Regions from separate parts of the Mus musculus genome. Here regions 1, 3, 4, 5, 6 and 7 are each linked to region 2. The links are chromatin contacts, called in public HiCAR-type, HiChIP or PLAC-seq and capture Hi-C maps. All regions are on one chromosome and are shown on one strand. Each heading gives the region's core, a stretch centred on a gene start, on an enhancer-like site or on the middle of the called end of the contact. The rest is flanking DNA. Distances are from core to core; before and after follow the strand shown. Region 1 overlaps Prkn (parkin RBR E3 ubiquitin protein ligase). Region 2 overlaps Prkn (parkin RBR E3 ubiquitin protein ligase). Region 3 has its middle 66 kb from the start of Gm34972. Region 4 has its middle 7.0 kb from the start of Gm39565. Region 5 has its middle 10 kb from the start of 1700110C19Rik. Region 6 overlaps Qk (quaking). Region 7 overlaps Prkn (parkin RBR E3 ubiquitin protein ligase).

Evidence for each region. HiCAR-type assays count read pairs that join an accessible place to other places. HiChIP or PLAC-seq counts read pairs in DNA pulled down with a chosen protein or histone mark. Capture Hi-C pulls out chosen DNA fragments and counts their contacts.
Region 1: a capture Hi-C map of embryonic stem cells shows a contact between it and region 2, with 6 times the contacts expected there. The contact joins two enhancer-like sites. A contact is called at or near these places in 1 of 115 datasets of contacts at active chromatin or transcription factors (astrocytes) and 1 of 9 other capture datasets (embryonic stem cells).
Region 3: a capture Hi-C map of embryonic stem cells shows a contact between it and region 2, with 4 times the contacts expected there. The contact joins two enhancer-like sites. A contact is called at or near these places in 1 of 115 datasets of contacts at active chromatin or transcription factors (embryonic stem cells) and 1 of 9 other capture datasets (embryonic stem cells).
Region 4: a HiCAR-type map of embryonic stem cells shows a contact between it and region 2, with 4 times the contacts expected there. The contact joins two enhancer-like sites. A contact is called at or near these places in 2 of 115 datasets of contacts at active chromatin or transcription factors (embryonic midbrain and embryonic stem cells).
Region 5: a contact with region 2 is called in an H3K4me3 HiChIP or PLAC-seq map of neural tube, with 10 times the contacts expected there. The contact joins two enhancer-like sites. A contact is called at or near these places in 5 of 39 promoter capture datasets (cranial neural crest, frontonasal cranial neural crest, hippocampal neurons and 2 more), 11 of 484 Hi-C or Micro-C datasets (adipose-derived mesenchymal stem cells, cerebellar granule neurons, cerebellum and 7 more), 12 of 115 datasets of contacts at active chromatin or transcription factors (astrocytes, differentiating embryonic stem cells, embryonic basal ganglia and 8 more) and 1 of 9 other capture datasets (embryonic stem cells).
Region 6: a HiCAR-type map of astrocytes shows a contact between it and region 2, with 4 times the contacts expected there. The contact joins two enhancer-like sites. A contact is called at or near these places in 1 of 484 Hi-C or Micro-C datasets (adipose-derived mesenchymal stem cells), 1 of 115 datasets of contacts at active chromatin or transcription factors (astrocytes) and 1 of 9 other capture datasets (embryonic stem cells).
Region 7: a contact with region 2 is called in a capture Hi-C map of embryonic stem cells, with 4 times the contacts expected there. The contact joins two enhancer-like sites. A contact is called at or near these places in 1 of 115 datasets of contacts at active chromatin or transcription factors (embryonic stem cells) and 1 of 9 other capture datasets (embryonic stem cells).

What each region holds. Positions count from the first base shown.
Region 1 is chr17:12,019,500-12,023,224 of GRCm38.p6, forward strand. All of the region lies in intron 10 of Prkn (parkin RBR E3 ubiquitin protein ligase), which reads left to right. All of the region lies in intron 1 of Gm46604 (a long non-coding RNA gene), which reads right to left. Among named protein-coding and RNA genes, the nearest start is that of Gm52293, 9.8 kb to the right of the region's middle. Within about 2 kb of position 1,947, at least 9 of the 459 cell types and tissues checked have an H3K27ac peak or open chromatin away from gene starts, as enhancers often do. A contact at or near this core is called in embryonic stem cells, where this site is marked.
Region 2 is chr17:11,065,671-11,069,765 of GRCm38.p6, forward strand. It overlaps Prkn (parkin RBR E3 ubiquitin protein ligase), which reads left to right. Exons shown (of 12, transcript NM_016694.4): 2 at 1,459-1,622. Among named protein-coding and RNA genes, the nearest start is that of Gm41526, 66 kb to the right of the region's middle. Within about 2 kb of position 2,556, at least 82 of the 459 cell types and tissues checked have an H3K27ac peak or open chromatin away from gene starts, as enhancers often do. A contact at or near this core is called in astrocytes, cerebellar granule neurons, cerebellum and 13 more, where this site is marked.
Region 3 is chr17:10,078,774-10,082,617 of GRCm38.p6, forward strand. No RefSeq gene overlaps it. Among named protein-coding and RNA genes, the nearest start is that of Gm34972, 66 kb to the right of the region's middle. Within about 2 kb of position 1,343, at least 50 of the 459 cell types and tissues checked have an H3K27ac peak or open chromatin away from gene starts, as enhancers often do. A contact at or near this core is called in embryonic stem cells, where this site is marked.
Region 4 is chr17:10,376,428-10,380,624 of GRCm38.p6, forward strand. No RefSeq gene overlaps it. Among named protein-coding and RNA genes, the nearest start is that of Gm39565, 7.0 kb to the left of the region's middle. Within about 2 kb of position 1,279, at least 49 of the 459 cell types and tissues checked have an H3K27ac peak or open chromatin away from gene starts, as enhancers often do. A contact at or near this core is called in embryonic stem cells, where this site is marked.
Region 5 is chr17:10,332,701-10,337,027 of GRCm38.p6, forward strand. No RefSeq gene overlaps it. Among named protein-coding and RNA genes, the nearest start is that of 1700110C19Rik, 10 kb to the left of the region's middle. RefSeq lists an enhancer at 863-4,327. Within about 2 kb of position 2,726, at least 204 of the 459 cell types and tissues checked have an H3K27ac peak or open chromatin away from gene starts, as enhancers often do. A contact at or near this core is called in astrocytes, cerebellar granule neurons, cerebellum and 13 more, where this site is marked.
Region 6 is chr17:10,207,531-10,211,632 of GRCm38.p6, forward strand. Qk (quaking) reads right to left here. Exons shown (of 8, transcript NM_001159517.1): 8 at 1-2,101. The coding sequence ends at 2,085. Among named protein-coding and RNA genes, the nearest start is that of Gm34972, 63 kb to the left of the region's middle. Within about 2 kb of position 1,606, at least 16 of the 459 cell types and tissues checked have an H3K27ac peak or open chromatin away from gene starts, as enhancers often do. A contact at or near this core is called in astrocytes and embryonic stem cells, where this site is marked.
Region 7 is chr17:12,042,922-12,047,120 of GRCm38.p6, forward strand. All of the region lies in intron 10 of Prkn (parkin RBR E3 ubiquitin protein ligase), which reads left to right. Among named protein-coding and RNA genes, the nearest start is that of Gm46604, 14 kb to the left of the region's middle. Within about 2 kb of position 1,505, at least 25 of the 459 cell types and tissues checked have an H3K27ac peak or open chromatin away from gene starts, as enhancers often do. A contact at or near this core is called in embryonic stem cells, where this site is marked.

The DNA of each region.
Region 1 (3,725 bases), core at 697-3,196, 950 kb after region 2:
AGAAAATTTAGCAATCCATCCCATCTATTTCCTCTGTGTTCAAAATTATGACCATTCCCAAATTATCCCTTAAAATGACAACCTATCTGGTTTGTAAAATAACCATAACCAGACACCCAAACCCAAGAAATCAGGCTGATGACACTCCATGCCTTCTTCCTGCTGATTGAAGATGATGAGAAATTCTTTAAAGGGGTGGGGAGGGCTAGGAAAATTAGAAAATTGGTTAGACTTAAGAAAGCTAGCTTTAGCTGGGTGGTTGTGGCACATGCCTTTAATCCCAGCACTTGGGAGGCAGAGGCATGCAAATTTCTGAGTTTGAGGCCAGCCTGGTCTACAAAGTGAGTTCCAGGACAGCCAGGGCTACACAGAGAAACCCTGTCTCGAAAAACCAAAAAGAAAGCTAGCTTTAGCATCAGTTATCAGTCTCTATGCATAGAAGTCTCGGGGCTTGACCGAAGTTCTGACTGTATTCATCTGAAAGGTTAGATGAGGCGGGATGACCTGGAATCAGCAACAATTCCTGAAAGCTGTTCTGGAGGTAAGTCTCTGGACAGCATCAGGAAACTGGGTGCTTGAGTAGCAGGTCAGTTCCGCATTTCTGAGGATGAATCTTGCCAAAGCTGTATATTCTGTAGTATACGAATCTCACAACCAAAGTTTCAGTACCAGTCAGATATTCATATGGATTGGGCAGGGTGCAGAGATCCTTGTTTGAGCAGGTGAAAGAAAACTGTCTTCTTTTATGAGTTAATTTTATCAATAACCAAATGTAATAAATCTTCACTCATGTCATATGAAGGAAGGCAAAGAATCTTAGGGATTCCATAACCAATAAGATTTATTGTTTCACTTTAGCTCAAGTTTTGGCTAGAGACATTTTTATGTCTAAGCCAGTTACTGGGCTGCTCCCATGTCGAGGAATCAGCAGATTGATTTACCTGTCTTGTGTGATTTTCTCGAATTTTTTGAGATCTTCAGATGGTCTTCCCCTATAATATCTGATACATATCACTCTGGAAGGGGTCCAGAGCCTATTCTCCTTTCCTGTCAACACAAATACAGAGCCTTTCTCCCAAAATAGCACGTCTTTGGTCCAGTAACGGGAATTCATCATGGGTACAGCTTGACCTCTCTCCATGAGGAGCTTTAACACAATCAGTAAACTCATAACCACACTCATTTTGATAATCAAAACAATTCAAAGCAGTTAAAGCTATCCAAACAAATATTATCTGTTGAGACAGTGCTTCTTCTGTTCCCTGCCCCGACCTTCATGAGATCAAGGCCTAAATTATTGATACATCTGTGTAAACTTGAATCCTCCCTACTGTGGACATTAATACCCCTACTGTGGGTACATATTGTAGTATGTCCCTTCCTCTTTGTATAATTCTCAAGGCCCAAGTTTCTACTGTCTGGGATAGGCTAGGCTCCCTACCTCCTGCTTGTAACCTTTTTTTTTTTTTAAGATCAAAAGCTCAATATTTATATGTCTCTGTATTTAACTTTAATTAAATCCCTTTTACTTACTGTACAAGTCTATTTACAGGCTCTAGTTTTTATCATACTAGGCTGACAATCCCAGAAATCCCGTGTTGACCACATTCAAAGATCCAAGAAATTGTCCCAGCAAGACTTTTACATCTCTTTAAAGCATTTGTTCATTCATTCTCCCTAACTTCACTTTTCTGTGGAGCTGAATGCCTGCTGCATCTACCATCTGGCTCTCTGCCTCTCATCTTAAACTCTTTGTATCACTTTTGAACCCCAGGAAGAAATCCCCACATGGCTCAGGCAAAATCAGTATATTCCCTTCTATCCTTAAAAACAATTAAATCAGATTTCTAAATCTCTATCCTTTATTTATCTGTTGGCTGGAGGCAGGCAGCTTTATTGTTTGCTTCTCACTGTCTCCTCTTAGCACTTGGGAACCAGTCAGACTGTTTGCACAGCAGGAGCTCCCAGTCTCTCAGCTTGAGCTCTCTCTTGCAGCAGCTGTGTTCCTTTGTTCTAGTTCTGCATGCTGGAATCCTCTCCCTGAGAACTCCCCACCCCAGACTTATATCATTCCTGTGTGTGCATTCCATCGCAGACTCTCCAAATAATTTTAAAAGTGGGTTCTCACCTACTGCGTTGGAGTCCACTGTAGCCAGTGGGTTTGTCTACAACACTTTAAGTTCCTGGTGAGTCACACACGCACACCCAGCCAGGAGCTATTTTTGGATCCATGAATAGAAAACACACACCAGCCAGTTATTCCTTTTTTTTTTCTTAAATTTTTATTATTTAATGCATTTTATACATCAAGCATATTAATAATATTGAGTATTTTGAGAAATAATATGTAAAAAATTTGTTCAACTTTTATATTCATATTCTTTCATACCCTAAAAATATCATTAATGAATATTTAATACTACCCATAACTGAGGATCCTATATCTAATGATGAATACTAAATTGTTTCAAAACATACAGAATATTTTCTTTGGGAATTAAGCATAGTAAAAGAACATAGAATATTAAAAATGAATCATTAAGAAATATATTCAAGCCAGGCAGTGGTGGCGCATGCCTTTAATCCCAGCACTCAGGAGGCAGAGGCAGACAAATTTCTGTGTTCAAGGCCAGCCTGGTCTATAGAGTGAGTTCCAGGACAGCCAGGACTACACAGAGAAACCCTGTCTCGAAAAACAAAAAAAACAAAAAACAAAAAACAAAAAAAGCCGGGCAGTGGTGGCGCACGCCTTTAATCCCAGCACTTGGGAGGCAGAGACAGGTGAATTTCTGAGTTTGAGGCCAGCCTGGTCCACAGAGTGAGTTCCAGGACAGCCAAGGCTATACAGAGAAACCCTGTCTCAAAAAAAAAAGTATATATATATATACAAAAGCCCTTATTTGATACCACCTGACATAGTGAGAGAGTATTTAAAATGCATTATGTATCTGTGTACATTGTCTAACAATCAGTTTACTTAATAAAGATTATCAGTGTTTATAGGAGAGAAATTATTTTATCAATAAGTATATTTTTAAAATTTCAAAATAGCAAAAACTCTTTGAAGTTAAACATGAAGAAAATGCAAATTTCAAGCACATTGATATAAATTATCAATAATATTTCCATGATGTTTGTAGAACATGATTTTAATATTTCAACTGTTAATATTAAACAGAATAATTATTTTAAGCTATATTTTGTTGTTATGTCTCCCTTTTCATTTCTGATTTTAGTAATTTGGATACTGTCTCTGTGCCCTCTGGTTAGTCTGGCTAAAGGGTTTACCTATCTTGTTGATTTTCTCAAAGAACCAGCTCCTGGTTATGTTGATTCTTTATATAGTTCTTTTTGTTTCTATTTGGTTGATTTCAGCCCTGAGTTTGATTATTTCCTGCTGTCTACTCCTCTTGAGTGTATTTGCTTCTTTTTGTTCTAGAGCTTTCAGGTGTGCTGTCAAGCTGCTAGTGTACGCTCTTTCCAGTTTCTTTTCAGAGGCACTTGGAGCTATGAATTTTCCTCTTACCACCACTTTCATTGTGTCCCATAAGTTTTGGTATGATGTGTCTTCATTTTCATTAAATTCTAAAAGGCCTTTAATTTCCTTATTTCTTCCTTGACCAAGTTACCATTGAGTAGAGCATTGTTCAGCTTCCATGTGTATGTGTGCTTTCTGTTGTTTTTGTTGGTATTTAAGACCAGCCTTAGTCTGTGGTGATCTGATA
Region 2 (4,095 bases), core at 1,306-3,805:
AATGGGATGAGCTATATATGAATTCCAATTTCATTACAAAGAAGGTACAAGAAAGTGACTGTAGTTCTCTGGGCGTCATGTGCAGCTCTACTGGATAGCAGCACACTGAGCTGCCTAGATTACTGAGGGCTCAGAAAAGACCTTACTTGCAGCATATGTAAGTGTCTGGCCATCAGTGGCACTATAATTATTATAAAGCATGAGGGAGAGAGAGAGAGAGAGAATATGAATGAGAATTGAGGCCCCTGTCCTAAAGTTGACTGGAAAGTTCCTATCTTGGTCTCAAACCATTATTTAACACTATATGTTATTTTGAAGAAATCTTTAAATTGAAAAGAAACAATATACTACAAAACTAAAAGTAGATTAATTGAGAAGATAAATGCAAGAATTTAGAAAATATTGTTTGTTTGTTTTATTTTTCTGTTTAAGACAGGGACTTGCTATGTGCAGTCTAGACCATTCTAGAACTTGCTATGTGGAGCACCCTGGCCTAGAATTCACAGAAATCCAGCTGCTGCTTTTGAGTGTTGAGAGTTAAGACATGCACCACCCCACCTGGCTCAGGAGACTAGCAAGTATCTAAGAGCCTCACCTGGAGTGGTGTTAAAAGAGTGGGTGGTTGTAAACAGCAGGCAGATGTGAGAAATGCTAGAGATGGTGTGACAAGGGGAATGAGAAGACAGTCTGGGAGATATCATGGACTCTAGCCAGATTCTAATGAAGAGAGTGATCACAACAGCAGAGGTGATGTCACTTCAAGATCTCGCTCGAAATCCACTGTCACCTGTGAGCTAAGAACACAGGGTGCAAAATCCTTACACAGAGTATGGAGGCCTTATCAAGAACCTACAACCATTTCACAGAGTCCAGAACTCTTCACAGAACCTAGATTCAAAACCTTGCCCAGAGTTCTTTCATAGGCCCCAAGCTCTCTTCAGCTGTCTACACAGTGGCTTCCATTTCCACCATTTCTTTCTGGGGCATCCACATGCTGCCTTTGAGTTTTATGCAAAGGACTCTGCGGAGGGAGTGAGCATTTGTTCAGTCTTTTGGAGCAGAATAGTCTATACACTCATGGGAATCTTGAGATTCCAATCAAGCAAGTTCTCCGCTTTACTCCCTCTGTTCCAGGAGGGCTGTGAAAGGCACAAAACTGCCGTAGTCTGCAGGTCACTGACCAGGGTCTGAGCAGGAAAACACCTAGGGAAAAACACCTAGGGGAAACTGTTTTTGGTTTTGTTTGTTTTTTTTTTTGTTGTTGTTGTTTTGTTTTGTTTTGTCTTTTTTCTAACTACTGCTCTATACTATAAATTTATGCTCTGTGATAAATGGAAGAAAATATATGCCATGCACTGGAGGGCAGGTGAGGGGCAAGCTGCTTCAGAGACATTTCACTGGCCATTAAGGGTTTGGAGTAATATTCTTTCTTCTCTCTCTGCCCCTGGTCTTGTCTAGTGTTTGTCAGGTTCAACTCCAGCTATGGCTTCCCAGTGGAGGTCGATTCTGACACCAGCATCTTGCAGCTCAAGGAAGTGGTTGCTAAGCGACAGGGGGTTCCAGCTGACCAGCTGCGTGTGATTTTTGCCGGGAAGGAGCTTCCGAATCACCTGACGGTTCAAGTGAGTCTCCCTGGGTGGGTGGTCCCTGGGATGTAGCCAGGGCCAAAGACCCTGCAGCTAATGCTGCCAATCTGACATTCACGCCTGAGATCTAATAGAATAAATAGTACCTGGGGATTCCTTGAACTTTACTCCGCACGGCTTCATTAATTCTGACCTTCTTAATTATGCATTAAAACAGTATGCAGGAAGGACTGGAGGAACAAGTGTGGGTGAGCCAAGACCGGGAGAGAGAAGCCAGGGGCGCGCGCGCTCAGTTTAGTGAATAAATGTTTACTGACTGAGGGAGCAGGAAGGCACAATTTCTGGGTCTGTTCAATTTTTACCTTCCTTATTCTATTTGAATCGTAATGAAGAAGGATTCAAATAAATCGTTCCCAAGAAGGCTGCTCAGGCCATGCCTAGTGAGGGATTTACAACCCAACTGTGACCCCTGGAGGACACTCATAGCTGCTGCCTGGACTACAGCAGACACTGGCCCAGGGCCCCCATTTGCAGAGGGCTCTGAGCCAAGGACAGGAAGCATCAAATTCACACAGCAAAAGTCCATCTTTGTATCTCGGGGGCGTAGACGGAGTTACCCCTGGCCGACGCCCCTGAAACAGAACTAACTAAACTGTGGGGATCTGCTTTCCTGCCTATTACTTCCTGGGTATCTGGCCCCTGCTGTGCTGTGGAAACCGCTTCTTTATGGCATCTTGTACATTTGGAGAGATGAGTTTTGTAGGCATCCAAGGAACTGGATAGCAATTGATGCACGGGCCCTTTGCCTAGAATGAGAGAACAGTGAGTGTTTTGGAGGGAAGTCCGGCAAATATGAACCACATTTACTCAAGTGATTAGAAGCAGGGAAAAGCGCGTCCCCTCCACTCTGTGTAGGGTGGTATTGCACCCTGGTTCACAGCAGGGTGGGGACCTGTGCTGTACTCGGAGCTTCTGACTGCCCAGGCCAGGCAGTGCGCTGACGTATTTGCTGCTTTGTGAAATGCTTTTGGAATGTGGGTATACAAAGAAACTATAGAAATGCAAATGATTCTGCTATCTCCCCCCCCCCCCCCGCCTGCCCCCTTTGGTGGCAGGAGGACTCACACCCATTGTGCACAAAGTGCTGTGCTTTGCTTTCAGGCAATTTGTTTCATAAGGGAAGTGCCTGTGCTAAGAAGTGTTTGGATTTTTTTTTTTTTTTAATTTCAGTCAACTAAAAAGCTTTTGCAGTTCCTGCCAACTTCTAAACCTAAGATTGTTTCCTTCACAAATAAATGGTTTTAAAACTGTTTCTTGAATCCAGATAGACTTTATTATGAGAGCCATTAGATTTTAAATCCCCTCACCTGTACAAAGGAGGGTACGTGTAGCAGTTGGCTGTTTTTTGTTCAGTAAGACTAACTGGCGTGAGGGACAGATAGATTTTATAACAGTTAATGTATTGGTTCAACTGTCTTACCTTGATTCGCACGTTTAGAATTCCCAGTGTTCAGAGCTTTTCAGTGGCTTGGTTAGAGGGAGTTCGTTCAGGGAGTCTGCTTCTTACCCGCTTAGGCCTCTGAACTAAAGCAACACTAGCTCAGACTGTCTGAGAGCACTACATATGCTAAAATCACTAACAAAGCCACGTGGTCCAGCCGAACGCATATAATATGCACAGGCTGTGTGTAATTATTACTGTATAACCCATTAAAGATGAGTATCGTGATGTTTCAAAAGTGAGGCTGTATATCTAATGGGAAGGCACCAGGAAAGAGCTCCCGAGTGGATCCAGATATGGATTCTTCAGATGAAAAGGAAACACACACCACGGGCTTGGGAGGCAAGCCAGGTGCTGTTCTTCCGGAAGCAGAAGCAATACTGAAGACAGGAAAAGATGGAGTTTCCTGGGGCATTTGACAAAATCTTGACAGACTTGGTCCTTCGATTTCATTCATAGACAGCAAAGGGGTGCCATAGAAAGCCATGGGAAGGGAGCTGAATGTCCAGGGGTGCTGAGAGTTTATGAAGAATGGATATGTAAGGAGATATTTAACAAACTGTTGGAACCTGGGTCTGGACCTAGGGTACAGATTTAATATTCACAGATATTTGCCCAGAGAGAAATATTTTTACAGCAACTGGAATAGATTCAATTGTGAAGGGGTGAGCACGAAGCAGTATGAGTATCTTCGTTTCCTGACAAGGGAGCAGACAACTTCAGGAAGTAGAGGCCACCCAACTGACACTTTTGAGGCTATCCTTAAAGCCTCTAAATTCTGAGAGTTAAAAAGTAAGTGAAGAGCCTTTCTGTTCTTAGGGGCTGAGGTAATCATTCAGTGACAAAGGTTGCCCTACAAACACAAGACCTGAGTTCAGATCCCCAGAGCCCTCTTTAAGTTTAACTTAGTCATACACAGTTGTTTGTAATTCAGTGCTCTTAAGGGGAGGTCAGAAGCCAGCAGGCCAGCGAGCCTAGCATACACAGCAAACAAGATACCCTGCCTCA
Region 3 (3,844 bases), core at 93-2,592, 990 kb before region 2:
TTTAAGTGAAGTTCTGAATAGATGAAACCAGATGGTTTGTTAGTTTTTTGTTGTTGTTTATTTTCAAAGAAAAATGTCTCCAAATTTTATCAAATGACTAACTTCTTATCACATAGTTAATTTTCAAAGTGTACCTAAAGAGCTTTGTAATAGAAAATTAGACCATTTTGAAACAGGATAGCCTCTGCTCTAGAGCTGTGTGCTATATAACCAGGGCTGGCTGTGTCTACACCAGCTCATTTCGTGCCACTCTGTGTCTGTCTGCTTTGTATGCAAATTCTTCTGGGAAGATCAGAGTCCTGCCGGGAATCTCTCTGATTTGGCCAGATATCCTCCAGTGCTAGTGTTAACTCTCAAACCCTGGGACAAATGTGAGATTCCTATTTAACATATCAAAGCTGAGCTGGCCGCCAGGATCTCCCAGCATCCTTCAGTCCCTACCTTGCGCCCTCTTATGCACCCCACCCCCACCTGACCCTGTAACTTTTCCAGCTGCTACATCTGGTCCCTGTCCCCTGCCTCCACTCTTCACATGGATCAGAGTGATGTCCTCTCTGGACTCTCCCAGATATCTCTGTGCTCCCTGCTCCCTTTTATCTACATACCGAGTAGCTGTCATGTCCTTTCCTTCCCCCCCCCACCCCCCCGTTCAGCATAGACATTTGATATCTTGAAATATTTGGCACCAGATAGCCCACCTTTCTCAGAAACACTCTCCTTTACAAAGCCAGCACAGTTACCAAGCACAACCTATAGGCAGGCCCATTTACATTCCTCTCGGTCAGCTGTTAAAATAGGGTAGTTTCTTTTGTTAATGTTTGGATGGATATAGGTCTTCCAAATGTGTGGAGGGAGTAGCTGAGGCAGATGGATGAAAAAGTGAAACAAAAGGAGGACATGACCACCTCCTTAAGTGTGGAGGAAATTTTGCTGTAGATGGAAGTCAGAAAGCCTGAAGAGCAAAGAGCCTAGGCTGGATGTGGCCCGCAGACTAACCTACCCCGAAAGGAGCCGGGGAGGCAGAGAAGCGCTGACCATAAGAAGGTCCTGGTGCCAAGAGATGGACATGGCCTCAATGGCTGAGTTATATGGGGAAGGGCAGCGGAAGCCCTGTCCCTTGGAAGGAGAGGCTTGAGGGTGTGGTCTGGGTGAGAAGTGGTGGGAGGAGCCACAGGTACTGAGTGTTTTGGGAACAGCTGGCCTCCATCAGCTTTGATATGTTAATAGGCACCTCAGCCATTTGTGGGTGACCTAACAGCAAGGTCAGAGGCTGAGACTATCTAGTACAAGTGTCCTCCCTCAACCACATTACCTCATCTGTTTGCCCAAATGGAAGCAAGCCAAGGAAGGATTAAAATACAACTACTAGCAAGTCATCAGCTTGCTCAGCCTCCTGCTCTCCAGTCCACGGGCACTCAAGTGTTCCTGTCATAGTGAGCTGTGCTGACCCCGGAGTCTACAGGGAGAGGACACGAAGCCTGGAATGACCCCTGTGAGCTGCCTGCGCGTAGACCCTGCAACTTCTCATCAGGACTGAGCGTGCAGCATGAGCAGAAGTAGTCCAGAGCCAAAGCTCAAAACACTGCTGCCAGAGTGAAGATCCACCGGTTCACAACACCCTCCAGGAGAAGATGCCAACTATTTTCCTGCAATTACACTGTTGCCACCCACCCTCTGTGTCAGCTGAATAAACGAATGAGCCCAATGGGCCGGAACCACAAACCAGATGCAAGCTAGGGCCAGTCCCCAGTCCCCACCCCCACCCCGTCCCCCACCCCCAGAGGGAAAGGACGAAGAACTAGGTTGAACACAGCGCCATTTTGGTTGGGTCTGGGAAGAAAACCCCTCTAAGAAAAACGAAGAAGGAACAACGCAGTGCTGGACATTCCCTCACTCCCATTAATTAGTAGCCCTCATGGCAGGACCCATTAATTTAACTTTTGGATGTCTGGAGCCCAGCCAAGATCTGCTCCCTCCATATGCTTAGCAAAGTGCAGAGCGATAACTCTGAGTACTGCTGACAGGCGCCATGATGGCACAGAGCATAGTCTTAGTGGCATCAATTTCTCCAAATTATCACTTGATTTTGAGGACCCCCCCCCACCCGCTCTGTATGCACTGCATTTGTAGCAGGTCTTGGCCTTCCAGGAGGTTCCAGGGCTTGATGCCCACCCTCAGTAATTGTTTTCCTTGGTCTGCTTTGCTCTCAACTAGCCAGAGTGCTACCCATCATGTCTCTCAAGTTCAGGCTGTCAAAGGAAGAAGCCAAACATCTCAGTCATGGTGCTTCCTGGGCTCTGTTTATTCTAGCCAGTGAGCAGGTCTGAGGAGATTTAGTGATAGTCGGGAAGCTGTGGGTTCTTGTAGGGTACTCACCAGTGAGAGGATGTGGTTAGATGACCTTGTGAATCCCCACCCGGCTCCCACATACCCACCCCACACTCATGTGCCTCTTTACATACAGAGAAAGAAGCATATCCATGCATACATACACACGCATACACACAGGCACACATGTATATACATAAACATAAGTAGGCACACACATACACATGAAGACACATGCATGCTAACTCATATACTCATAAATTCTCATATATACACAAGCACACATGTATCTTCATAGTCATTCATTCACACATATGTCTAAGCACACAATCACTCACACGTGTGCACCTCTGGACACATATATACACACATACATGCATGTAAATACATATGTATACACATATACAGGAACTCATGTATATACATAAACATGTATGCATATTAGCATACATAGAAGAATTTAAGTATACACATATATACAGGCTCGTGTGTACAGATACATGCATATATGTATGCACACAGGCAGGCACATACACAGATATGCACACATACTTTAGTTCTGCATTCCAAATTCTCACAGCGTTCCAATTCAGATTGATCCTAGCCTGTCCCTTGGCTGGCCTTGTTCAGCTCAACGGCAGAAGCACCCAGGCCCAAGCAAGCCCTGTGTTTACTGCCCATCAATTAATCAGGCTTGACTCGAACTCTTTCCAGCACGGCAGCTCCTTCCTCATAAAGTTTAAAATGTGTTGAATAAATGAATTGATCTAGTTACACACAGCCTGGCAAGTCACTGAACCACGCTGTGCTTCAGTTTCTCCATCTGCAAATGAGAAGAGCCCCAGCTGTCTCACGGGACCGAGGCGGGGATCATGGGAACGTGGCCGGCCAGTATTCACAAATATTTGTCCCTGCAGTTAAACTCATGGGTGGCTATTGACGCCTCACTATTGATAAGGTCTTTATTGACAGTGGTCCTGCCAGATGCTACAAGATGCAGAAGCCACAAAGGCAGAGGGGTCAGACATTGCCACCTAAGAAGCTCTTTGTCATGGCAACGGTGTGTATCGCTGCGTGTGACAGACCGATCCCAGAGCCCCTACTTCAGCAGAGGGGCTCACCTGATCCATGTGCACTTCTGAGAGCTCCCATGCTTTGCTTTATTGTGAATTTATGTGGCATGGGGCACAAGATTCCATGCATCAGAATAGGGAAAGAAGAGTGCCTATGTATGCCTCCTCCATAAATTCTGCACGATCGCTGTTCTCCTGGAGCTCAGTTCCAACAGCACACCTGCCCCCAACCCCGGGATGCCACTGCCTCTGCTCTCCCATACCTGCTGCCAAGATTCACCACATGTGACTCCACCCCCTTTCAGAAGTAGCAACTGTAAGAGGATGTGGAAATAAGACCAGGGAAAACCGCATAAGCACAAGGATAGAACTTACCCTGTCCCCAGAAAATGGTTGACATGTGGACATGACTAAATTTGAATCTTACAAAACTTAACAAGGCT
Region 4 (4,197 bases), core at 29-2,528, 690 kb before region 2:
GATACACACCACAACCAAAAGAAGGAAACGGATGGAAGGGTCTTCTTTTCATTTTTGACTTTTGTCTTGCATGTCCCAGTCCCTGTCAATCACTGAGTGAAGTCAATTAAGGAATGTCAATCAGGAACAGAGATAGGAACGATGGACAGGTATCACTTACAGTCGTGCTCATCATGGCTTTCTCAACTTCCTTTTAATATAAGCCAGGCCCACCTGCCCAGGGGAGGCACTGCCCACAGTGGGCTGAGCCCTCCCACATCAATCACTAATTAAGAAAATGCCCCCATAGACTTGTTCCCAGGCTAATCTGATAGAAGCATTTTCTCAATCGAGGTTCCCTGTTCCCAGATGATCTTAGCTTGCATCAAGTCGACAAAACCATCAAACAACAACTAGCAAGGATAACACTTGGGTTAAACATACAAAAAGACCCTCTTATCCATAGGTGTCATAATTCACAGGCTTAGGGTTTGATGATGTGGACATCCTGAGGAAGGGTATTATTCTGTCCATCACGTTTTGCAAACACACACACACACACACACACACACACACACACACACTCATTTCAGACAAAAAAATTTAGGAAATGTTGAATTAAATAAAGTTAACTGGGTTTCATTATTGCAAAGCTGTTTAGAATTTTGCTTTTATTCTGAGTCAGGCTTTGTTGTGTGACTTTACTGTAGTATAACTAATATAAGTTTATCCCCGACTAGCTTACAAATAAATGAGACTCAGACTATGGTTATTTTATTTGGCTTTAACAATTACTGGGGGCTCACCCCTAATCTACCCTTCTCACTGCTGGCCTGGCTACCTACCAGTGGTGAACCCCAGTCTCTTGCTGTTTCGCCTGGCCACGTTACATGCTCATGATCCACTTCCCCTCATGGTGGCTTCCTCCTCTCCTTGTTCTTCCTCCTCATTTGGTCTCTCCTCTTTCCTTAATGTTCCTCTTCATCCCAAGTCAGGTAACTCAAAACCCACCCACCTCTAACCCCTCCAGGAATTGGCTATAGCCAGTTTTATTTAATCAACAGTTTTAAATTAAGGAACAAGGTTTGCAGAACAAAAGCTTGTAAATGTAAGAATTCACTTAAAGGCCTAGACCTTCTGGTACAGAATTTAGCATCACAATACACAGCTACAGATCAAACCTCAACACTTTTCCTGTTGAAATGTGATTAAAAGTTCACTTACCCTAGACAGGGCACCAGCAGCAGACCGAAGTAACAGTTCTATCTAATTCTAGCTTTGTGAACCAGCGTGCATGTTGGAATTACTTAGAGGAGTACAGGTGACATAATGGTAGCTGTATCTCTGAAAAGTCCCACCCTAGCCTGGGTGACAACTCACAGAAGACATGTCCTTGAGCTCCCTGCATGGCTTGCAAGCAGCTGGTCAGACTGGAGACTCCTCATCCCTAGCCATTGTTATTGCTTATGTAACCTTGGGGGGTTGAACCTTGTAAATGTTCTAAGTTTGGGTGCTGTCTGGAATTTCCTTCCTCATCCTTGTAAATTTCAGTTACTTCCTGAGTCTTACAAGCTTCCCTTATTCCTCTATTCAAAGGGAACACTATACAACTGGTTCTCTGGTAGCCAAGCCTGGTCTTCAACTTCTGATCCTCCTATCTCCCCTCCTGAGTACTGGGATTGCAGGCATGAGTCTCCACATTGACTCTTTGAATGTGTTTGTGTATAATACAGAGTACAAATCAGAAAGGTTGGTATCTGTTACTCTTGTTTCATCAAATGCCTTCTATCCCATCCCCTTTTAAAATTCCTGTGAAGAAACACCTAATATTTCGGGATTGAATGGGATCCCAGCCTTAGGAAGACAGGAGAGTCTGGAGGTGTTTCTCTACAGCCTGAAGACACCCGTGATTCTAAGCTTTAGCACATTCCAGGTGGGTTGCCTCATGTCTGTGCAGTGAATTGAACACCGGGGAGAGAACACCTTCATTTCATCTCTGAAATCTCTGGTGAGAAATGAGATGCCCTCCTCCACCCTCAGACGGAGACGTTGCCATCTGCCCATCCGTTCCCTGAACCAGAGAAAGCTGCAGGGCCATCCAGACATCCATGTTTTCTGCCCACTTTTACTGACTCCAGTTCCTGGGTCCAGCCCACTTTGTGCCTGTGCCTCTCAGACTCTTGACTAGAAGAGCAAACAGCTGTCTCCCAAAAATACTCAGAGAGATTCCCTCAGCATGTATATATTGCCAGGGAGGTGGGGCGATAGGCCAACGGGGTGGGCCCAGGAAGTCATGAGTCACCTGGCAAGAATTGCCTGAGTATTTTAGGCCCCAGGGTGGGGTAGCAGGGGGTGGAGTAGGCAATGCTTGTATTCATGGTTGGGCTAATTTATGGTTTTTATCCAAGTTAATGGTAGTTCTGAGAGGCGGCTCCACGGAGCTTGGCCACTAGAATGTGTCTTTAACTACCCCACTAAGCTACCCTGCGGATGGGGTACCATTCCCACCCTGTTTGCGGGTTTTTAATGTCAGTCTGTGAACCCCCATCTTCCTACTGCCCTATCATTCCTCCTTCTTTGTCCAGTCCCCTCCCTGCTGAGGAGGGTGTCAGGCATGTCTGCTTTGCCACATGCCCTGCCCAGCGCTTATCAGCTCTATTAAAAGCTCCAGTGCAGGATTCAGATAGGGGACTATTCCATTAAACATCACATTAACGAGTCCTCAGAGAAAATCTCTCTCAAAGCTTTTGAGCTCGTAACTACTTGGCTGTCTTACGAGCTTCTACAGATCCTAACATGTGAACGATCAGAAAAGAAAAAGGGTCCCAGTGACGGTCGGTCGGCAGCAGCTGGTCCTGGGAGACCCGAAGCTTCTCCCTGGATGTTTAGGGAGTGAGCTGCCTGTAGGGTCCCATGTACTGGTGGCCACATGTCCATATCCCTCTTCTGTCCCTGTCCAGACCCAGCAGATGCTAGCTATGTAAAGAGTTGGGAGGCCAGCAGAGATGCTCACTGTCCTGGAGGTGGTCAGAGCTCTGGCTGCAGCCCAGGTACCTCTCAGACTCATAGCTGAGCACCAGCCTGGGAGTGTAGGTCAGAGGTCACAGCTTACAGGGATCAGATCATCACTGAGAAGTGAGCACCCTAGGGTGCTTCTGAAGCCGGAGTTGAACCTCTGTGGACACAGTTCTTCATTGTCTGTAGGAAGGGAAACAGCGTGGACCACCGCTGCGGGGTGGTGATGGTGGTGGATTCTCTTTCTGCCCCACATCTCTGACTCTCAGACTACTGCCTCCTGACATCAGTCCTTATTTTTAGGACTGTTTTGACATGACATTGCTGGGACTCAAGCACTGAGCTGTGCAACCAAGGGGCCCTTGAATGGATCCACAGTATCTTTTTGTGTCATTGAGGGCCCTACAGAACTCAGAGGGCTGAGGACCAGCAGGCTTCTCTGATCCTCTGAACCCCAAGGAAGGTTTAGGGCCTGTCATGTTCTCTTCCTCCTGCTACTATTCCATGAAGGCAGCCACACTGACACATTAACAAGAGTCGTCAGGGGTTCCGGAGATGGCTCAGTTTGTAAACTGCTTCCCTGGCAAGCACAAAGGCCTGGGTGTTTGATTCCCAGAATGCACATAAAAGACAGACAGACAGACAGACAGACACTCAGTTAGAAAGAAAGAGAGAAAGGAAGGAAGGTGGGCCATTTTTAATCTTAGTTTAGTGCTGGGAAGGCAGAGACTGGTTGATCACTGGGGCTCACCAGCCAGCTGGAGAGTTCCTGGCCAATGATAGACTCTTGTTTCAAAAACTCACAGTGCATAGCAGAAGTTGACCTCTGGTTTTGACACACATGAATATGGACACACACACACCCTAGAGTCATCATCCCTTTCTCTGCTCTTCATCCTGAGTGCTGACTGCAGGAGTAGACTAGGGGATGAGTTAAGCTCCATTTGAAGCAGGCTGTTGGCTAGGTACTGGCTACAGTGATACACAGTAATACCAGGGAAGGGTGACAGCTGGGTCGTGTGGCTTCCGTTAATGGTCAAGGAAAAGAGGCAATTAATTCCTTTTCCAAAGAACAGCAGTGAAGAAGCAGCAGGACAGCGTGCTCAGGAGCACACCCAACACTCCCCTTCCCCCACCGCCCTATCCTCACCTCCCCACTCCCCACCCCTCACCCCCATCCTGCTGCCCTACAAGGGATCTCAG
Region 5 (4,327 bases), core at 1,476-3,975, 730 kb before region 2:
GCCTTGGCTGTCCTGGAACTCACCTTGTAAACTAGGCTGGCCTCAAACTCAGAAATCCACCTGTCTCTGCCTTCCAAGTGCTGGGATTAAAGGCGTGCGCCACCACCACCCGGCACATCTCAATTTTAAGCTGCATCTCCAGATGAGCCTTCCTCTGGGACACCATGTATGAAGTAAGATGCACTTTTCTATGTCTTCCCCTGGCTGAGTGCTCTTTCAAAGCGTGGCACCTCCTATTCCCTCAAAAACACTTCTCTTATTGTCTCCAAGAGCAACTCCACCTAGCTCATCTTCTGTGAGATCATGGCTCCACCGATTTCTAGCTTTGCAACCCAGTACAAGTAATTGGCCTCTCTGTGACTGTTTATCCCTCTTCCCATGGGGATGCTGCTTGCTGCATTCATGCGTGGATCCCCACGTGTGGATGTGGGGTAGTGCATACTTCGAGTTAGTCTATGGGAACCATCACAGTAGGAGTGTAGTTACGGCTTGGACGGAGCAGCAGTGTGCACCCATGATTTCAAACCCACTTGCACAACAGTCATGAGATAAAGATTGGTGGTAGTTTATTAAACGTTATTTCCCTTTCATCCTGCACACAAAACCTCCCTTTCACACTTACCCAAAGACTAGGTGTGACCATGTGATGATTTCCGGTCAACAGGATATAACTGGTTGCACCCCTTCTAGGCCTGGCCTGCAAATATCCTTTTTTTTTTTTTCTGCTCTCCATCATTGCCTGACTGATTCAAGCCAGCTGGGTAGGAGCCACACAGGTCCCACAATGAAAGCATGGGCAAAGGCCATTCTCGAGAGCTTTCCCTTGCCACGATCCCGTAGCCCAGATAAGGTTGTGTTGTATTTTCACCAACATGCGCTTGGCAGGCCACAGATAGACCCTGCGCTGGAGAAAGGGCCAGTACTGAATCGTGGAATGTGAGTGATGTCACTGGTGGTACCTGTCCAGTAGGCGCCCTGTCCTTTACCTTCCTGTAAGAAGAGGTACTTCCCTCTCCCCTCTCAGAGAAATGGATTGCCACAGTCACCAAGTTGAGCAGGCAGTCCACGATGAGTGGAGGGACACACAATGTTGGTCCCAGTAACTGGTTCAAGGATAGCTACTACTTGACCCAAAGCAAGAGTGGCAAGTGCTGCTGAAGCTGTCAGCAGAAAACAGGGCCCCTTGTTTAGGCAGATTACTGGCTGAAGATAAAGATGCTTCAGGAATCCTGGTAGCTCGGTGAGGGGCTTGCTGAAGAAGTCAGGAAAAAGCAGAGCTGAAGAGAGCATTTCCCTGTGGCTTGTTGGGGCTCTTGAGCTCATTACGGTTGATTCACATTTCTGTCACCCTGATCCATAAACTTCCTCCTGCCTTAAGGTGATTGGAGCTAGTTTTCACCAGCTTATAAGGGCAAGGTACCAGTTTACCAGCTTTGTCCAGATTCCTTTTAATTTTCAGTGAGCTTCTATCTGATTGAAGGTTTCTTGTAGTAAGTAGTGAACTGGGGCAAATTGGAAGTTTTTATGAAATTTAGCACATTTCCTCCGATGTTTCCTAATAGTAAGATTTAACTAGTAATATTTGTACACTTTCGTTCAAAGCAACATAGTTGCAATCCCAGGTATTTCCAAAATGTGAACTAGGATGTAAGTTATTTTCTATTGCTAACTATTCAGGCTCTCATTGCTGTATAGTGTGTACCCCAAACTAAGCAGGATGCTTCATAAGACCTATAATCCATGTGTTTCATCTCAACCACTGTTAGGTATTACAAGGCTTTGACTTAAAATTCCTACCTGGTTAAAGCAACCCCCTTTCCACAGAGGAGTCTTTGTCCCAAAGCTGCTTAGTTCCATGTTGCCATCCTCTTCCTTTCTGATGAAAACTAGCCTGGCCAATCCATCCTTTACTGCCCCTGTATTCACTCCCAGGCTTTAAGGCCATTGGTCATCCTTCCTGTGAGACAGTGCTTTAGGAAGAAAGGAAGACTGCTCTAGCTTCCTCTCTTGAGCTCTGAGCCTTTGCTCTCTCCCTTGCTCTGTGCACTCCAGACCTCCCAAAATAAAAGCCAGGAGGAGTGTTTAAAAATAGTTTTTAAAAGCTTCATAGGGTGTGTGGGTGTCAAGGTAGCTGTTTGCGTGCAGACTTTCTCTTGGGATTCTGGGTTCTGTGCACAGAACATTTATGGAAGTTTTTCAACCTTCCATAGTGAGTGTCGATGTATTGTGTCTAACCCACAGGCTGATTTTGCGCACGTTTTCCCCGACACAGCCACATTCTGTTCCCTTTTCTTGCCTTACGTATTAGTGTAGACCCCTAGATCTTCATGCCTCACTTCTGTGGGTGGCAAAGGAGAAGGCAGCCGCCAGCGCAGTGGAGAGGGCAAAGCAAACCTGTCTGTTAAGAAAGAGCGGGACAGAACAAAGAGCACACATCCTTTGCCAACAGTCTTCGGAAACAGGCTCAGTCCGCTCATGCGCAGGAAGAAGGCCGGCCCGGGATAGTGTGGGCAGGAACAGGCAGAATGACCCCCGGGGATCACGGGTTTGTTGGAGTTTCCAGCACCTTTCATCCTTTGTCCCCACTTCTGATTCACATGCATATTACCCTGACCAACTCCACACTAAATTCTCTTTCTCCCCCTGGCTCTCTGGAAGGTGGTGGGAACCTCTAAATATTTATGAGGTGTCCGGGACTCTGGTGCTCTTGTGGCGCTAATGAATGCGTGCCTGCGCACAGGGACCCGAAACCCGGCAAAGGGACGGCCACACAGCTCCTGGCCTCGCAGTTCCCAGGCCCGGAAGAAAGCGGGGAGGATGAAGGGAGGAGAAGCTGTTGTCAGGAGAGAAACAAACGGTCGGGCTACACAAAAGAAAGAACAGAGTTCCATCTTTGCCCGCTGGAGCGCTCTGGAGCGGGTAGGAATGTGCGTGAGGCAGGGGAGTAACTCGCCCGATTCCCAAGTCGGAAATGAGTTTCCTAGGAGACAAAGAACCTACCCGCATTTTCTTTTAAGCCCCACTTTCTCCAGTTAAGAGTCTGGACCTCTCGCAGAAGCTGTTAGGGTCCTTTATGCGCTGTTTTCATTAGGGAGCTAAATTCCGTCTTAAAGTGAACTCTCCCTAAATATGTTTGCATAAAGGAATCTATAATTCTAGCTTGGAATGTAAATCACCTGTAGTAACAGGTGGTCTTCGTGGTATCTTAATAGAAAGAGTGATGTATTCATACATTGGAAATGAACCGGGGACGTCGGAATGTCCGGAACATCAAGCACCAGAAAGAATCGTCTGCCTAGCCCCCATTGGCTCGCGTCTCCAGACACCGAGATCTGAGGGCTCCCTCAATGTCACTCCCAGGCGGGGGAGTCTGCAGGCAGCTAGTCTATTGAAGTCATCCATACAATGCTGATTATTTTCCTTTGTAGGTCTCAATATCCAAAAAGATTAAGGTTTTGTTACTTTAAAACACTCGTTCCGGATGCAAGAAACAAGTAACCTTGGCTCCGCTCATCTATCTTCCTAGGATGCTAAAAAAAAAAAAAAAACTAGGAAATCCTACCTCAGGCCTGGTCATGGCCCAAACTTTAGCTCTGCCAAAGGGAGGCAAAGCAGAAACTGAGCCCTAGCTTCCTTTTGAACACACTAGAAGCTCTGCGCAGCTCCGTGACAGCCTGTAAGTCAGTTGTAGAGAGCTAAGACTTCATGTTGGAAGATTCAAAACATGTCCCCAGGATCCCACCCTGCCCTGTCACCCAGACCTGACTATGTGATTCCTAAACATTCCGCACAGGAGAAAGACTGAATTTCTTGTGCTTCTGCACCAGGGCATTTCGTGGAAAAGTGCGAGTTAGTAGGAATATTTAGTAAATGTTTTCAGTGAGCATTGCGTAGCTTTGATCAAAAGAATGTACAGATTCTGTCGCCATTTTGTGAGGTGATAGGACTGAGTTTGTAAACACGACTACTTTGTGGTTGTCTATCGTTGTGGCTTCTACTCCGGTGATCTTTCCAGTTGGCCTTGCTAGGATCTGCAAAGGACTCCAGAGAGCTAGCTCCCCACTGACTCGAAGTGTGCTTTTAGAACCAGTGAGCAGAGCGCATACAATTCATCCCAAGTTTTTGTGTGTTTTTTTATTTTGGCTGGCGTTTTGACGAGTTTGCCGATCTGCTTACTGGCTTGTTCTGAGCACGCTGTCTTCTTCCTAAGGTACCTTTGACTGACTTGGAACTCGTAACCAACCTCCTGCCTTTGCCTTCCCAGTGCTAAAATCCTGGCTGTGCCACCATAACTTGGTTTCCTGTAAATTATGAGCCTTTAAGAAAT
Region 6 (4,102 bases), core at 356-2,855, 860 kb before region 2:
AGGACTGTCTATTGCATAGTAAATAAACTGAAAATGGTTCCAAGTGAGACAGAATAATGGAGAGGTCACCATGAAGGTGACCAATGAGCTTCCTGCTGACCTTGACTGTGAAGCCATGAGGGTATGGAAGAGGGCATGAGTTGATGAGCCAGGAGTCCACAATCACTTGAGATTTGCCACATCTGGTACTGAGCGGTTAATGACTTATTAACGCAAGTGTTTAGATGCAGGCTTTGCACACGGACTGCTTCAACTACAAAACTGTTTGACTTTCAAGAGAGAAACTGGAGAGGAGAAAGAATGGAGCAGAGCAGTCACTGAACACTGTGATGCGGGCTTTCCACGCTCCTTTAGAGTTAAAAAGTTTAGGAGCAGTTACTAAAGCCAGCAGAGATGGACTACATAAGATATCTGATTAGATTTATGTTACTTAACACTTTTTCAACAATAAAAAATTTCAAAGATTCATTTTTGTGAAAAAGTTTTTTAGGCATTACAATTATTTCTAATTGGTAAGGAAAAATTCCATTGTATCCCTCTTCTCCAAATAAAATAAAGCTCTAATTTAATTTTGTCTGCAAACTGATGTTCAGATCTTACATAATTTTTTTCTAAACCTCAGAATCTTTGGGCTAACACTGAAGACGGTAATAACCAAAAGTACTAATTATGATTTGTAAAAGAATGACATTTTAAAATTTACTAGTCAGACATTAGAAAAGCTATCAAATTTTTTCACAGTATCAGATTTGGCAAACTGGCATCAAGATAATGTGACACAAATCTTATAATTTAGACCATCAACTCATTTGTCTCCTCTCATATCTCCTTTCACATACTGGGCGACTGAGGAACATGCAGTAACTTTATTCTGAGGGAGGAGCTGATCTTACAGGACACTTGACTAAATGACCATGAAGAAAAATAAGGCACTTTCTTTTTCATTAGACTTATTCCAATACTTAAAAAATAAAAAAGAAAGACAAAAAGGCTCTTTTGGTCTTTTGTTTCTTGACAACCACCAGAAAAAATCATTTAATGAAATAAAGGGTTTCTTTGTTCTTTTTCTTTTTTTTTATAACACTTGAAAGTATAAAATGCTACATTTCCAAAAATATATATATTTTTTTCTGCACCAGCACCCTTGTATAGTAAAAGTATCTACTTTTTTGTTCATTTGTTTCAATGCACTACACTTTATCTACAATTTCATTACATGTATACAGCAAATAGGCAAGCATGGCTTTTACATCCTTAATGATATTTTCTATACAGGGAGGTTTAAAAAAAATATTTGAACAGTTTGCCCAGTAATGTGACACATAATGCATGTACCTTGTTCTCATATAATTTTTAAGGTGGTGTAAAATAAAGATTTGGAAATTTTAACTCAGATACTCAACTTTTTAAAAAATAGTGTTGTAGTTTTGTTCTTTGCATTTCTTTTCAAAACTCCTTGTTAAGTTTTTCTCTCATGGCACACTTTGTTCTAATACTTCAAATTTTGGCAGGCAATATAAAAAGGCTGCAATGTCTGCCCTTTGAGGGCACTGTAGTGACTAAACAAACAGCATGTCAAATTTTGAATACTTTTGAAGTCACTTCCCCAACGACATCCCTGACCGAAGGTTCATGCATGATGCATTGTCACACAGTACATTCAGAGAGAGCTTTGACTTCGCTAGGAGAAGAAAAAAATTCCTACAAGTCTCTCACAGTAACTGCCTCTGTCACTGAGTAGTTAGGGCCATCTGTCTCCCCTTCTTAAGAGAGGCCTTCTTACCGTTCGCTTGGGGTGGGGCATTGAGAGATGATCAGTGCTGTGGGATGAATCGGGCCTTATTGCTTTACTACTATTCAGTGCAGGTTCTAGAACCACTTTCACCCAAACAGGGGGGGAAAAGCTGAGTTGGAGGACAATTTCTTTGTCTTTTGTTTGGTTAGATGGTAAGACGAACGGACAAGTGCCTCAGCTCGCTGCACTGACGACAGGCAAGCAAAGGCGATTACCAGTTAACTGATCAGCAGGCAGGCATGGTCAGGTCATCATTGGGTGAAGAGTTCAGAGGTCAGAAGGTCATAGGTTAGTTGCCGGTGGCGGCTGGGTGGTTAGAAACAAAAAACAAAACAAAAAAAGAAAAGAAAAGATAGAGAAGAGATTAGTTTCAGCTAGTGACAGCTTAATGACAACATGAAAACTAATCACAACTAATAAAAAAAAGGCATGTTGAATTCTGACAAACTGATTGACACCATCTACAGAATACAATAAAAATCATGACAATTTCATATCATGATTTGAACAAATGAAGAAGAGCCCACTCCCACAAAAAATAATTTGAAAAACCCGACTTGTTAAAAGAAAAAAATAGAAATAAAATACAGCTAACAACTAATAGTTAGTAGCAGTCAATGAAGGAAATTGGAAACAATGATGAACAGGTTTGGTATAAAGAATTCTGAACAGTCAGTGCAGTTATAAGTATCTGACTGCTATTAAGCATTAGTATTCTCTCAGATGCAAGCAATAAAGCAACTATTAATGATGGATGTGATTATTAATAACTGATGATTAACAGAAATGGATCTAAAGAAATTTAAATTGCTATGAACAATTTGGTTCAACATAAACTCTGGGCCAAACAAAGTTTCTTTTGTTCAATAAATGTTTATTGCTTTTTCAATTATTCTATTTACAAACAACATGGAATTTCTTGGCCTCATGATACAAAGCAATACTGTAGTCTAGCAGTGTAGGCAACATCATGGGAACCAGAAAAAAGGCCAGGCCTTTTGCACCAGCCAACATTTTCCAGTTGAAAATACTAATTTACACATATAGAACACTTATAAAATGCACTTGCATGTAAACACTGTAAAATCCTGCCATTTAAAACTCTATACCTCAAAGAACTCTAAGTACATAAAAAATAGAAGAAATTTCTAACTGATACCAAGAAGGCATTTTTAAAACTACAAACAGCTTTCTTTATTCAATTTCAAAGCTAATACTCTGCAAATACAATAAAATCTGACATTTCATATACATTCCTGCTTTATATTTTTATATTTTAAAAGAAGCCACCTGTAAATACTATTTTCTTTTGCAAAGTAACAAAAAAGAACAAAAAAAAATTTAAAAAATTACAGTAAAACATAAAGTAGTTCTCAAGTGGAAAAGTTATCACTCCAAAGTCCTTGAGTAGCTCCTTCTTTAATCAACCTCTCACATTCTACTTCATCAAACTTGGTCCACTTAACAGTAGTATAATTTTTAAGACTCATTCAACAGCTTAATTATTTCTACTATATTCTGAGGTTTGACAGAATTTTCTGTACTGTTGCCATTGAGACAAAGGCAGGAGAGATGTGAATGAAAAGATGCTCAGTGCAAGGTTAGAGTCTATGCCACTTCATAAATCAAACCTAGTAGGTGTCATGTTCACAGGGTTTAAATGTTCTATATAATAGACCTATTTACCTTTGTATGACAAAAATGGTTTCTATAGTCTATCAATTAGGACAGTTTATAAATACTACAAAAATATTGTATCTTCAATATAATCAAATCTTCCCTGAATTTCTTAAAAGGAAGCAGACTTTTATTTAAAACAAAAACGGTTGTCCCATAGTCTTAAATTTGTGTAAGTAATGTTTTGGTCAAATCATTACTTAGATAATTTCTGATTATATTTGAGTGTGGATTACTTAACAAAGTACATTATCATATCCAGTACATCTAAAATACATCCTCTGCCATGTCCTGGACTCCTACAGTACACACAGGTAATGTTAACTGTGCAAAATCACGTATAGTTCGTTACAACTATAAAGTCAGTTGGTCTTTAAGTTTCAAACCAATTGTGAAATAACTATGGAAGTGGGTTTGTTTTTAGTAAGCAACTAGATACTCTAAGTGCTTACATACAGACAGTTACATGGTTATATGTCCTCGGGCTGCTTCCTTGCATCAAATGAATGCTAATAATAATCTTCTCAAAAGATGAGAGAGAGAGAGAGAGAGAGAAAGAGAGAGAGAGAGAGAGAGAGAGAGAGAGAGAAACAGTAGTATCATAAAATAATGTAAGTCAAGGGCTTCGGT
Region 7 (4,199 bases), core at 255-2,754, 980 kb after region 2:
GTATTTGGTTTGTTTGTTTGTTTTAAGCAACATGCAAAGTTAATAGACTTCATTATAGCATTTTCTCCCAGTCTGATTTTTTTTTTTTTTTAGATCCTCCATCTCCCTCCACTCCGCCCTCATCCTTCCTGCCCTGCCCTGTTCCCTTTCAGGACACCTGCTCTCTTACCTTCCCTGTTCCTCAGAACCTCCCCACCACCCACACCCATTCCCGTACCAACTCTGCCCTGTCCCCGTGGCTTCTTCTCCAGCCTGGCCTGTTTGGAGATCTGTGCACCTGTTGTGTTTGGCCATCCTTCAGTGGGTTTTGGAAATTCTACTACAATTTAACTGGAGACGTTGTCTGTTCCTTTTGACGTCCATGTTTTGGGTCCTTTGCTTTGGTCTCTTAGATCTCTTACATGCATGGCTCATGCTTGTTTTTATTTATATGTGCATAACTGTTCCTGTCCTGACTTTGTCCTCCATCTCTGATTTTTTTTTTTTCTTCTCCCATGTGGTCTTACCTGTTAACTTTGTAGTGTTATTTATTTGATGGATTTCTTCTCTCGTTTCCAGAATTTTTACTTGGGGTCTTATCAGTGTCTCGATTTCCAGTTGAGTTTTTCTTCAGCTGTGTTAGCTGGTTTTAGGTGAACTCAGTACAAGTTAGAGTTATCGGAGAGGAATGAAGGACCACGGAGAAGAAGCCTCCGTAAGACTGGTGTGTATGTATGTATGTGCTTGATTAATGATGTAGGAGGCCCCATCCCATGGGGAGCAGTGCCACCCACCCCTGCCAGTCAGGCTGAGCAAGCCATCAGGAGCAAGTCAGTAAGCAGCCCCCTCCATGGCTTCTGCATCAGCCCGTGCCTCCAGGATCCTGCCCTGTGTGAGTTCTTTTGGTTTTCATTTCATTTCATTTCGTTTTGTTTTGAGACTCGGTTTCCAGTCGGTAGCCCTGACTGTCCTGAAACTCACTCTATAGACCAGGCTGGCCTGGAACCCAGAGATCTGCCTGCCTCTGCCTCCTGAGTGCTGGGATTAAAGGCGTGCGTCACCACTGCCCCGCCCCTTTCCTCACTCTTAACTTGTTTGTTTTTATGCGAGTCCTTTGGAAATTTCTTCTCTAGGAATTTTGTCTCCTGCTACTTTGTAGGGAGTGTGTCATGGTATCTGGAGGCCTCTCTGTGTAGTGAGTGAGTGAGTGTGTGTGTGTGTGTGTGTGTGTGTGTGTAATGCTCAGTGTGTACTGACCAAAATTAGTGCCGGGCGTGGTGGCGAACGCCTTTAATCCCAGCACTCGGGAGGCAGAGGCAGGCGGATTTCTGAGTTCGAGGCCAGCCTGGTCTACAGAGTGAGTTCCAGGATAGCCAGGGCTATACAGAGAAACCCTGTCTCGAAAACAAAAACAACAAGAACAACAAAACAAAATTAGTAAGCCCCACCAGCCAAAGGATCAGGTAACCTCCTGAAATGCTGGGAGTTGTAGTTGCAAGCTTCACCGGCCCAAGCACTGGGTAACTTCATGGAATGCTGGGAGTTGTAGTTGCCAACTCCACCTGCCCAAGCCCTTCCTGGGATGCAAGGAGCTGTATTTCTTAGAAAATAACAGATCCACACGGGAAAGTACGGTGGTCTTTGCGTTTGTCCTTATAAGTGCCTGCAAAATACGTCTCTGGCCACTCTGCTGGAATTGTCCTTGTCAAAGTCCATCTTGATCAGCATTTAATAAAGCCCACTTCAAGTGGTGGAACTGGGTTTTCTCCGGCGAATCTCAGGATTAACACAGTGCTAGGGAGATGCGGGCCCCAGATACAGCTCCGGGTCCTATTCCGCAGCAACCCGAGGACGTCTTGCCAGAGAACCTGTAGCCGGGATCCTTGACCTCACCACAGAAAAGAGCTTCAGGGTACGCGAGCATCAAGCAGGGTTCGAGTTTAACAGGAAGAACGTTTCACGGAGACTTAAGCGCTGGGGTTAGTAGACAGACAGACGACAGCGAAAGGGGACCACACACCTGGGAGCAGGCGTGTGGGCTTCTCCAGAGCCAGGTCTGTTGAGGGGCCGCATGTTCTGAAGTTACACCTCAAAGGGTTGCTAAGCCTTTCTTTTTCATTACATGAGATGATGGGGTGGTTCCAAACTGGCTTGCATTACAGCTGATAAAGTAAATTCCTGGATCATTTGGGGTGCAGGGGACACTAAGATGTTTTGACTGTAAACAAAGCCTTGTTTGTGAGATTCGCGGGCTGGGGGGGGGGGGGGGTCTGGCATAGGAGTAAGGCAGTCCTTGTAGGTCACAAGGGCTCAGCCTCAGGCATGAATCGTGGTTATTTATGAAATATAAAACAAACAATTTGCTCACTAGAAAGTAAATACCTCTGCGGGAGAGGAACGTCTTTATCACCCGTCCCTTGAGCTGCCATCTGAGAAACTTCACTATACCTCCCCATGTCCTCTGAATTTTCTCTACCTTTCCAACTTGCTTTGGAATGAGAAAAGAACGTGTGGGGGGGTTGAGGGGGTTAAAAGAAGAGATGTCTGCTGAGTGACAGAGGAAGCATTGCAGTTGGAGACTGCAAGACTGGAAGACGTGGCTGGAGAAGTATAAAATAAGGAAGATATTTGTAGGTGAACACACAGACACTTAAAGTACAGTACAGGAGTGTGAATAATTTAAAATTAATCAAATTTAATTTAATAATTAATATAATTGCGAACTATAATTATAATAATTAATAGTTAATAATGATAAATAATTTAAACTTAATTTAAAAATCAAAATAATCTTAAAATTAGGAAATACAGAAAAACATAGGGAAAAACTAATTCCCCGGAAAGCTGCCCTTAGTGCCTCTTCCTCAGTGAGATCATAGTGCCCCCCTCCCCTCAGTGTCCGTCTCCACAGGGTGCTGGGGAGGACTGGGAATCTCAGCAATTCAGGCTGGTTGTGGGTGTCTCTCCAGGCAGAAGGATTTCTGAACCTAGACTACTCTCTTTCAGAATCTACCCTGCCTCGCCCAGCAACTTGCATTCTTGCCCCTGATGAATCGGGCGTTGGCCTCTCCAGGGGCAGGGTCTCTGGTTTAGGCTCTGAAGAGTTATGGAGGACCTGCCCACATGAGCAGCTCTGTGCGCCACCAGCCTCCAATTTCCCCAGCTGGCTTGGCTGGCTTGTACTTCTGCTGTGTAGCTCACCCCTGGCAATGGTGGCAATTTTCCCCTGGCAGGCTGCCTCCCATCCAGGTTTCCTGGCTACATTTTGTGCTCCACACTCTCACACCTAGCCCACTTGGATCTGCTCTGTGTGTTTGCTTTCCAGTAGCCCAGGCTGCTCCTATGAACGGTTCACTGAGGGAGAAAGTTACTTCTGATTAGCAGGGCAGCTGTGGCCTCCATCCTGGAGGAGCGGCAGTAATAGACCTCTGGATCTATTACAAGTTCCCTGGCATACAGCAAATGAATGTGGCCTGTCAGGAAGTTGGCAGGAGCTGATTGGCCTAGTGGTACAGCAACCATTGTCCTCTGTCTGCCTGTCTGTCTATGCATCCACTCAGATGCAGCTTTTAATCTGTCATCCTAGCTGCAAGTTTAAAAATATACTTTTTTTACATTTACTTACTTACTTAATTTTGTGTGTGCGAATGTTTTGCCTGACATATGCATTATATGCGTGCCTGTTACAAAGGAAGCCAGAAAAAAGTGCTGTCTCCTCTGGAACTGGATTGTAGATGGTTATGAACTATCATGTGAGTGCAGGGACTCAAACCAGGATCCTCTGGTGCTCTAAGCCGTTTCTCCAGCCCCTGAGTCTTTTCTAATGATTCTACCAGGAGAGAGATAGACAAATGGTTTAGGCATGACAAAGCAGAAATGCTTATTCCCAGTGAGAAGGTAGCTCTTGTCTTGGTTCTTCATGCTTGTATTTCTCAAATTTTGTATAATTCATGTGTATTTTGAGGTGAAGAAGTTTGGAACATTTTTTAAATATCAATCACAGTCTTGCAGCAACATCAGAAATACGAAGTTAAGAGTTTTAACTCATTATAGCCTGACTTTGTGCACTTACAAGACTGGTTTTTTAACCTGTTCAATGCAAATAAATACATATAATATAAGACAAGCAATATATAACAGCTCCTACTCTATAAAGGGGATTGCAGAAAATTTATTGTGAGTCACATATGAGTGGTCAAGGCCAGGAATGGCAATCCTGG